2 separate regions of the Gossypium hirsutum genome follow, and region 1 is linked to region 2. The links are chromatin contacts, called in public Hi-C maps. All regions are on one chromosome and are shown on one strand. Each heading gives the region's core, a stretch centred on a gene start, on an enhancer-like site or on the middle of the called end of the contact. The rest is flanking DNA. Distances are from core to core; before and after follow the strand shown.

Evidence for each region. A called contact is a pair of places that touch in the nucleus more often than the background predicts.
Region 1: a contact with region 2 is called in a Hi-C map of leaf, with 2.0 times the contacts expected there. The contact joins the promoter of LOC121208230 here to the promoter of LOC107914475 in region 2. A contact is called at or near these places in 2 of 34 Hi-C or Micro-C datasets (callus and leaf).

The regions. Positions count from the first base shown.
Region 1 is chrA10:14,017,731-14,021,790 of Gossypium_hirsutum_v2.1, forward strand. It overlaps LOC121208230 (egg cell-secreted protein 1.4), which reads left to right and starts at 1,838. Exons shown (of 1, transcript XM_041078775.1): 1 at 1,838-2,724. The coding sequence starts at 2,120. The coding sequence ends at 2,491. LOC107914604 reads right to left here. Exons shown (of 1, transcript XM_016843550.2): 1 at 3,900-4,060. The coding sequence ends at 4,057.
Region 2 is chrA10:13,859,957-13,863,976 of Gossypium_hirsutum_v2.1, forward strand. LOC107914475 (crossover junction endonuclease EME1B-like) reads right to left here and starts at 1,845. Exons shown (of 13, transcript XM_016843400.2): 1 at 1,456-1,845; 2 at 1,336-1,453; 3 at 491-646; 4 at 253-338. The coding sequence starts at 1,620.

The DNA.
Region 1 (4,060 bases), core at 588-3,087, 160 kb after region 2:
GTAACGATCAACTAACGATTATCGTTTCAATTGGGTTGATGTCTGAAAAATCTATTACGTTGAAGACTGAAATCAAAAAAAAAAAAGAAGTTAGGGGCATATATCCAAAAGCCCCAAAAGATTAAGAGCTTCTTTTACAATTATGCCAAACTAAAACCATCACTGCTTTTAAAAAACACATGATGGATAACAACCATCACAACTTTCAGAATATTAAAATTTTGTTTTATATGTTACATTAATATTAGAAATTACATATATAACATTTACAATATAACTCCTAAAGTAATATATCAAATACGTATCTATATATTTGAAAAAAAAAACATACCTATATATATATGTCTAAACACACGTATATATACACATATTACTTATTAATAAATGTAACCCATTTCATGTTAAGAAATATGTTATGACAAAATACAAATGAAATATATATTATCTCAACAATCATATTCAACTATATATACACACAAATATATTTGCATGATAATAAAAAAATACTTATAAATTCTGAATAATGAAAATGATAATCAATTTTCATATACTAAATATTCAAAATTTTGTGAAACTAAAGGCATAAAAATTTAATTTGAATAAAATTATGAGTAAATATGATACTTAGTCATAAGTCAAACAAAAATTAATTATTAAAAAAAATTAAATATTTTTATAAGAACTTATACTATGCATAAGTTGTAGGTTTAGACTCTGTATTTTTTCTTTTATTTTGGTTATTAATCCCTATACATTTAGAATGGATCGATTTTAATCTTTTTACTTTTTAAAATTTTAATCTTTACTAAATGGTAACAATTAAATTCATTTTATAAAATTTTGCTATTAGTCCTATTCTATTCCTAAAGTTATAGATTTAGTCCTGTATCCTCTCTGCCATACCACACGAAGACGATGATACACTGCCCAAATTTCAGCTTCCAATACTGAGCAAATGCCCAACTTTGCAGTAGAAACCAACTAGAAACTCACCACTTCCATCGCGCAATGACCCTCCAGCTGCAGCAGCTCTTGAGCTAACCATTACTGATCCATCAAAATTCAGCTTAGTCCACCCTGATGGTGGAGCCTTCCAACCAATCTCTCGTCTCCCCCTACACTATGACTAAGTTCACTTGCCATAGCTATTTGTACCCTCTTCCCCAAGTGAAACATCTTCTAGCAATCTACAAACTAGACTGTTGGAAAACAAACATGTTCCCTTGCTGCCAAATGCATTCAAAGGAATAATGCTGGTCCAACCTAGAGAAACTATAGGAGAATCCCGCGTTAAATGAATGCAAGACTCTCAACTCCAAACTGCACAAACTACAGAATCCTACTAAGATCTCCTGCATCTACTATAGTTCGTTAGCAGCTTCTCCTTTTTGCTAAAAGCCAGAGAAAGTGTCGAGTTCTCTGGACTCTGGGGAACTTTCACTTTCCATATACTCTTCTAGATTTGGTTCATGGGATCCAAAGATCCTTGCAAAAGACATTTGTAAGCATTCGCAACAGTATCTTTCCACGTTTTAGACTAGCGATAATCAATTCTATCAGGGAACCTTGGCCACCATTGAACCTAAAAGACTTTTAATTGCCTGAACTGACACAAAATTTATTTTTAACTCCTATAGACAAAAAAATGCAAATGATGTAGCCCACTTTTATTGATGTGGCGAGTCTTGTCATCAAAATTGGACTAGATTGTCAAATAATATAAAATTACGCCATTTGGCTAAAAAAATTTATCAGTAAAAAAAAAATCCTTATATTGCTCGTTTAGAACTACTTTTTTTAAATATTCTGTTATGTACACTATATTCTACATTATTTACTAGGCTCATATGATCAACCTTTCATGCCATCACATATTGCAGCTTTTGGTATTCATGCAAGTTACTCACTTGTACAAACCCATCATCTTCCCCTTAAAGAGTCCTATGATTAAGACAATTAGATCCTCTTATTAATAACTTAAAAGGCGTCTTCGGTTTTAGTCCACTCCTCTCCCTCGATTTCTCCTATAAATAACCTCTTCATAGTCCAGGGCTCTTCATCCATTACATTCAAAAGCAAAAAAAAAAAATAAAGAAAAAGAAAAAAGAAGAAGTTGATCATGGCTGTCAGATATTTGTTTCATGTTTTGGTCCTCGTCTATGTCTTGGCTACTGTAACTGCTGCACGCCAACTGCCCATCTCCAGCAAGCCAGGCCGCCTGGAGGAGAATGGAGGGCTTGCCGAGTGCTGGAATGCACTAAATGAGCTGAAATCATGCACAGATGAGATCATTCTGTTCTTTGTTAATGGCCAAACTGACATGGGCCCTGAATGTTGTGGTGGCATCGAGGTTATCACGCGTAAATGTTGGCCTACCATGCTCACTTCCCTTGGTTTCACATCTGAGGAAGGCAACATCCTTAGAGGCTACTGTGATGCATCTTCTACTCCTGCTGCTGCTGCTCCTCTAGCCGCCTCGCCAGTTGGTTAAAGAAGGTGGCACTCTCAAAGTTCTGAGTTTTTATTTGTATTTTGTTTGGTGTTCCGCTACTGTTTGATATGTAATAAAGTTTAAATGAAATTAAACACTTGTCAACCATGAAATCGTTTGGTCTTCCTTAAGCTAGCTAGAATGCTAGATTACCTAGTAAAAAGGAGAATGAGTAGGGAGTACCTAGGAAGACCTTTATAAAATCTACCACTCCACCCTCCCTAACAATTATAATGATTTTAATTATTACTTAATTTTTTCTCTTTTTTTACCCTGAAATTAAAATCAGATACCTAATACTTAAATTAATTCATTTTAATCTCTTACTAAAAAAATTAAATATAAAGAAAAGATATTATATTATTGTTTTTATTTTAATAGTAAAAATCATTTTAATTTTCATATTCTAAGTTTAAATTAGGAGGTAGATTGGAATGAAATTATGAATCCTACTGCCCTACTTAAAGGACAAGGTTAGGGCATAGGCCCTTCTTTTAAAATTTCAAAACAAAAATAGTAAAAATTTAACTCAAAACTAATTAAGTACATTTTTATTGCTTTGTCGCCTTGCCAAAAAACCTAACCATCATCAGTAAGTACATTTCCCTGGGGTATACCATTGGTCGGTTTTATCTGGCCGGTTCGATTTGGTCCATGTCGGTTTCGTCTGTTTGGTCAATAAAGGAGTCGGTTTTGAAATTGACCGACAAACGGGCTTATAATTTATAATATTTATTAAAGCCGAAGTACACCCAAAAAACTAACCGGCTAACCCAGTTTAAATTTAGCAAACCAATTGATCTTACCCAAAGACTTTAAAACCCAATTTTTTTTCTTTTTAAAAAAAGAGCCCTAGTTGTGTTTGTCTAAACTAAACAGAACAGAACCCCTAATTCCTAAATGTCTTCTTCTTGAAATAGAAAGAAAAAAAAAATAGCAAAGCTGCCCCCTTCGACCTTCGTTGCAATCCAGCGCCTGCGCCTGCCAGCCGGCATTCAACTTTGATCTTCCCCCTTTTAATTTGGCATGCAAACATGACCAGCAAGATAAGGTATAGCTGAGATGTTTGTATGCCGCTTGAAAATGGTTTACAGGGACAAAAACTTGGGTTAATCGACCGAACCGACCAACTCGAAGTCAGTTCGATTAGATCGGTTTAGAAAACAAATTTCAAGATTAAATGGATGGTGTGCTCTAAATTCTAACGTTCAACACCTCAAAAGTAGTGGAGTCAAGCCAACTACGTTTAAAATCAGTCTTCCTTTTTATACAATAACCACTATCTCTATCCTCACCAAGAAATGCTGCTAGCAAACATACAAATTCGCAATCTACATTCAACATAAAAAGCAGATACTACTTTCATCATTAACAATTAAGCCTTTTATCCAAAAGACAAAAAAAAAAAAATAATAATAATAATAAATTCAAGAATAATAAACATCATTTTTCAAGTTTTTCTTCTTGATTTAATATTGAGCCTCAAGAATCTAACCCAAGATATACACATAAAGCAATCAATTCCTCTTCTTAAACAACACTGGGGAAAAAATGATCCAAATGAATTAA
Region 2 (4,020 bases), core at 595-3,094:
ATCATCCAATACAATAAGAACCAATAAATTTCCTAATGCTTAAGTTGGCATAACTGTCTAAGTGTATTTCTCGTGTGATCTTTTTTATGAAAATATATATTCAAATATATTAAGTTTTTGAAAATGTTATCAATATATTTGTTCAGCACTTCAAATACATGTTTGGCTATGCTTTGAAATTTGGAAACAACACGACAGCAACCCGTTTGGCTACTTCAGAAGGTGAGTAATGCATCATTTATGTAATCATACCTCAAGAAGTTGTGGATCACCATCATCCTCTTCATACAATGGCTGAGAAGAACTGTCCTCACAGATTTGGATTAGATTAGAACTCCCTGAAACATGATTCATTATCTTCCATTAATATACAAGAAAACAGATTCCAAACTACTGGATATGCTTCCTTTGGCAATTTTCAAAATTGTAGCAAGGTTTCAAGAACCAGACAACCACATATAGAACAATTCAACAGACAGCATCAACAAACCTAGATGAGATTCATAATCAAAAACTCTAGAACGCCATTCTAACTCTTCGGACTCATCAATGTAGGAGCACTTTGATCCATTCTCCTGATCATTGTCCCTTTTAGAACCAGTTTCAGAATCATTATCGGATTCCAAACATATCAATCTGCTTATTCCTGTTAGGTAAGGAAACAAAGGTAGAAAAATAAAAGTAAAAATTATGCAGAAGGATGGTAACCCATCAGAGTTTCTTTTCAACCAACAAAAAACTTTGAAAAAAAATTGAATGAAAGATGAATCACTCCGAAATGACTCCAGATAGAAAAGCAATTAAAAAAAATCAAAAAGAAACATAAAAGCATCACATGTTATTTTATCCAAAAACTGCTAATAGAATGAACCTCCTAAGTTTTAACTGCAATAAATATGTCAAAAAATTACACTTGTCATGATTTAGTAAAAGCTTTAATTTTATTTCGTTTTATCTTCGCTGCTTGCTTTTTGCTTCTACAAGAAAAAATGAAGTAAAAGAATGGCTCTGGATACAAAAGCATGTAACATTTTTGCATGATTAAAAGCTAAATATTTAACATTTCTTAACAACAAAATATACTAGTTTACTTTTATATAAAGCAAGCAAATATATGTTCAAATGCAGTTATATTTGAGCTATTTTACCCATTTTCATCATACACAGCTTTCATCGTTACCATTTGCTTTTGCATCAACATAAGACAAAATTACCAAAATTGAACCATCTCTATTTCAAATTAAAATGAAAACGAATAAATTCCAAACTGCAACCCTAAAATGAAGCCAAAATTCAACTAAAGAATGTGAGTATGTAAAAGAGAAAGGAATAAACCAGAGAGCTTGGCATCTCCAATTTGAGGATCCGAAGCCTCAATTGAAGGGTCAGCATTGGAGCACCTGACGACCGAAGGCTCTGACATCGGAGTCTCGGCCACAAAGGAAGGAGTGGAGCCGCAGGTGAAGGGGGGGCCAGTGACGGTTTTTGCGGGGTAGGGTCATCGTCGAGAATCAAAACCGGAGGTAAATGACTGTCCGGTACGGTTCTGGGCTTCTTGGAGATGGAAGGGCGGGGGGTCTTTGGGTCGTCTCCATCGGATAGGATGATTGGATCCGACATTGAAGCTACTGTGCGCTGCTAATTGGATTCTGAAAATCAAAAGATTTATCCTTTGGGAGTGTTTTGCTTTCGGCTTCGAATAAGCGCGGGATCAGTGAAGAGAACGTCGCGTTTGGTAACAAAGATTAAGGCTTCGTTTGGATGGGCGATTGACTGCGTTGCGGTGCGTTTAACTTACTTTTTGTCTCACGCTACAGTATCGTTACAATATCTAATCTCACCGCTACCGCTATTTTTACACTAACCGCAGCTAAACGCACCGCCCATCCAAACTCACCCTAAGTTATCTAACTTTAGTTAGCACTTAGGTTCCCGCGAAAAGCTCAGCCCAAGTTTCAACTGTAATCCAATCTTAATGTACCATATGTTGGCCCAGATATTTTTATTGGGTTGATTTCTTAGATATGTAGTGGTATATCTTTTGGTTTAAATATGCAGAAGGTGATTATCCTCTTTTAAATTTTAGTCCCTATAATTTAATTTTGAGTGATTTAGTCCCTTTTTTTATTTAAATTATTTTTTTCAGATGTGGATTTTATTAAAAAGATAAAATAATTTTTTTAACCTTCAACATTTATAGTTTTTTTTTATCAATTTGATCTTTACTCTTTAAAAGTATATAAAAATTAAATGTTTTAAAAAATATATGAAAAATATAACATTTTCTAAAAATTTCAATAAAAATGTATTACTTTTTTATTGAATGGTTAGTGGTGAGTATTCGATTAAATTGAGTGAAAATATTTTGAGTTAATTAAGTTGACGAATCATATTTTATCATCCTAACTCGATTTGAATTTTTTTCGAATTGAGTCGAGTGAAATGAAATTTGAGTCGAGTCGAATTGAATCGAGTGAAATTGTTTGAGTTAAATTGAAAAATTAAACATGCTAAATTAAAATTTTGTTACAGTATAACTAATTTCATGTTAAAGCACATAAATTTGAAACAATATATATTTGAAAAATGATTTAATATGATAAACTTGAATTATTAATTAACTTATTTAGATCCCAAAATTATAGTTTTAGAAAAATTTAAAATTTTAACTTTATTTGTATATTCTTTACAATTTTTTAAATTTTTATATTTTTTAAAATATAAATTTTAGAATTTTCATAAATATGTTGACTTGTAACAATTATTTTAAATTTTTTGGGTAATTTTTGTTGTAAGAGAGATCAAATTGCTTATTTTCAAAATTGATAGGGACCAAAAGGGTATTTACACAAATCTATTATTCGAATTATTTGAATTATAAAATTCAACTTAACTCGAACTTGAATTACTTATTCGGGTTGGCTCGAATAACTCAAATGGATTAACTCAAAATTTAAATTATTTTTCGATTTTTTTCGAATCGAATCGAGTTTTGCTCACGCATATAAATGATAATAATGTCTCACTAAACTTTAAGCTATTTTGTTCAGTCAATATTAAATCAAATTTAAACAATATTATTTTATTTTAAATAAAATTGATTGTATATTAAAAAGATTTCAATATAAATTTAACTATAAAATATTAATATAATTTTTTTAAAAAAAATAATGAAGCAACTCTAAATCCATTCAAACTATGATCATTTGAAGATAGGGAGGGAGATGAGGTTTAATGATACTGTACTTGTTCTTCCTTTTGGGGGCTTAATTTTGATTTTCTGCGAATTTTTGTACCGTGGTTTATTTTAGATTAGAACCAAGTTTTGTGTACATATATTATATATAAATTATAAGAATTATATGTATTAGAAATTTGATCATACGCTTATGCGATTATAAATCACCTATTTAGAATATAAAAGTATGTTTGAAAATAATATTTAATAAATAATGACATCACATATGTAATATATACAAAATTAAAATAAAAATTAGTTTTACTTGTAAGTAAAAAAAATTTGAAATAGGTAAATACATAATATTAAAAATATTAAATGCACTCCAATTATTTATCACGTATTGTCATTTTTTTATAGCACGTCAAAAAGTTATAAAGTTAGTGAAATTCAATATTAAAATTCTATTTTTTTTAAATTAAATATCGAGTTGACTTGTGACACCAATGCAATCAGTGACATTATTTATACCAGAAATTCTATCAAACGTGTACGCGGGTGAAAACCACATACTTAAAACATAGATGATTGTTTAAAAGTAACATACAATAAACAATTGAACGTATGGTTTAAAATTAATTGTTAAATTGATGAAGATAATAAATTGTGTATATATGAAAGCAAAATTGTATAAAATATTTTAAAAGTTTTGAATGAGTGATAAATTTAAGGTTTTAGTAATCCCATTGACACGGTTTCAAATCCTATTATATACATATTTTAATTAGTCTTTGTTAAAATTAAAATATTAAAATATCCTTAAATAATATAATTTTTTAATT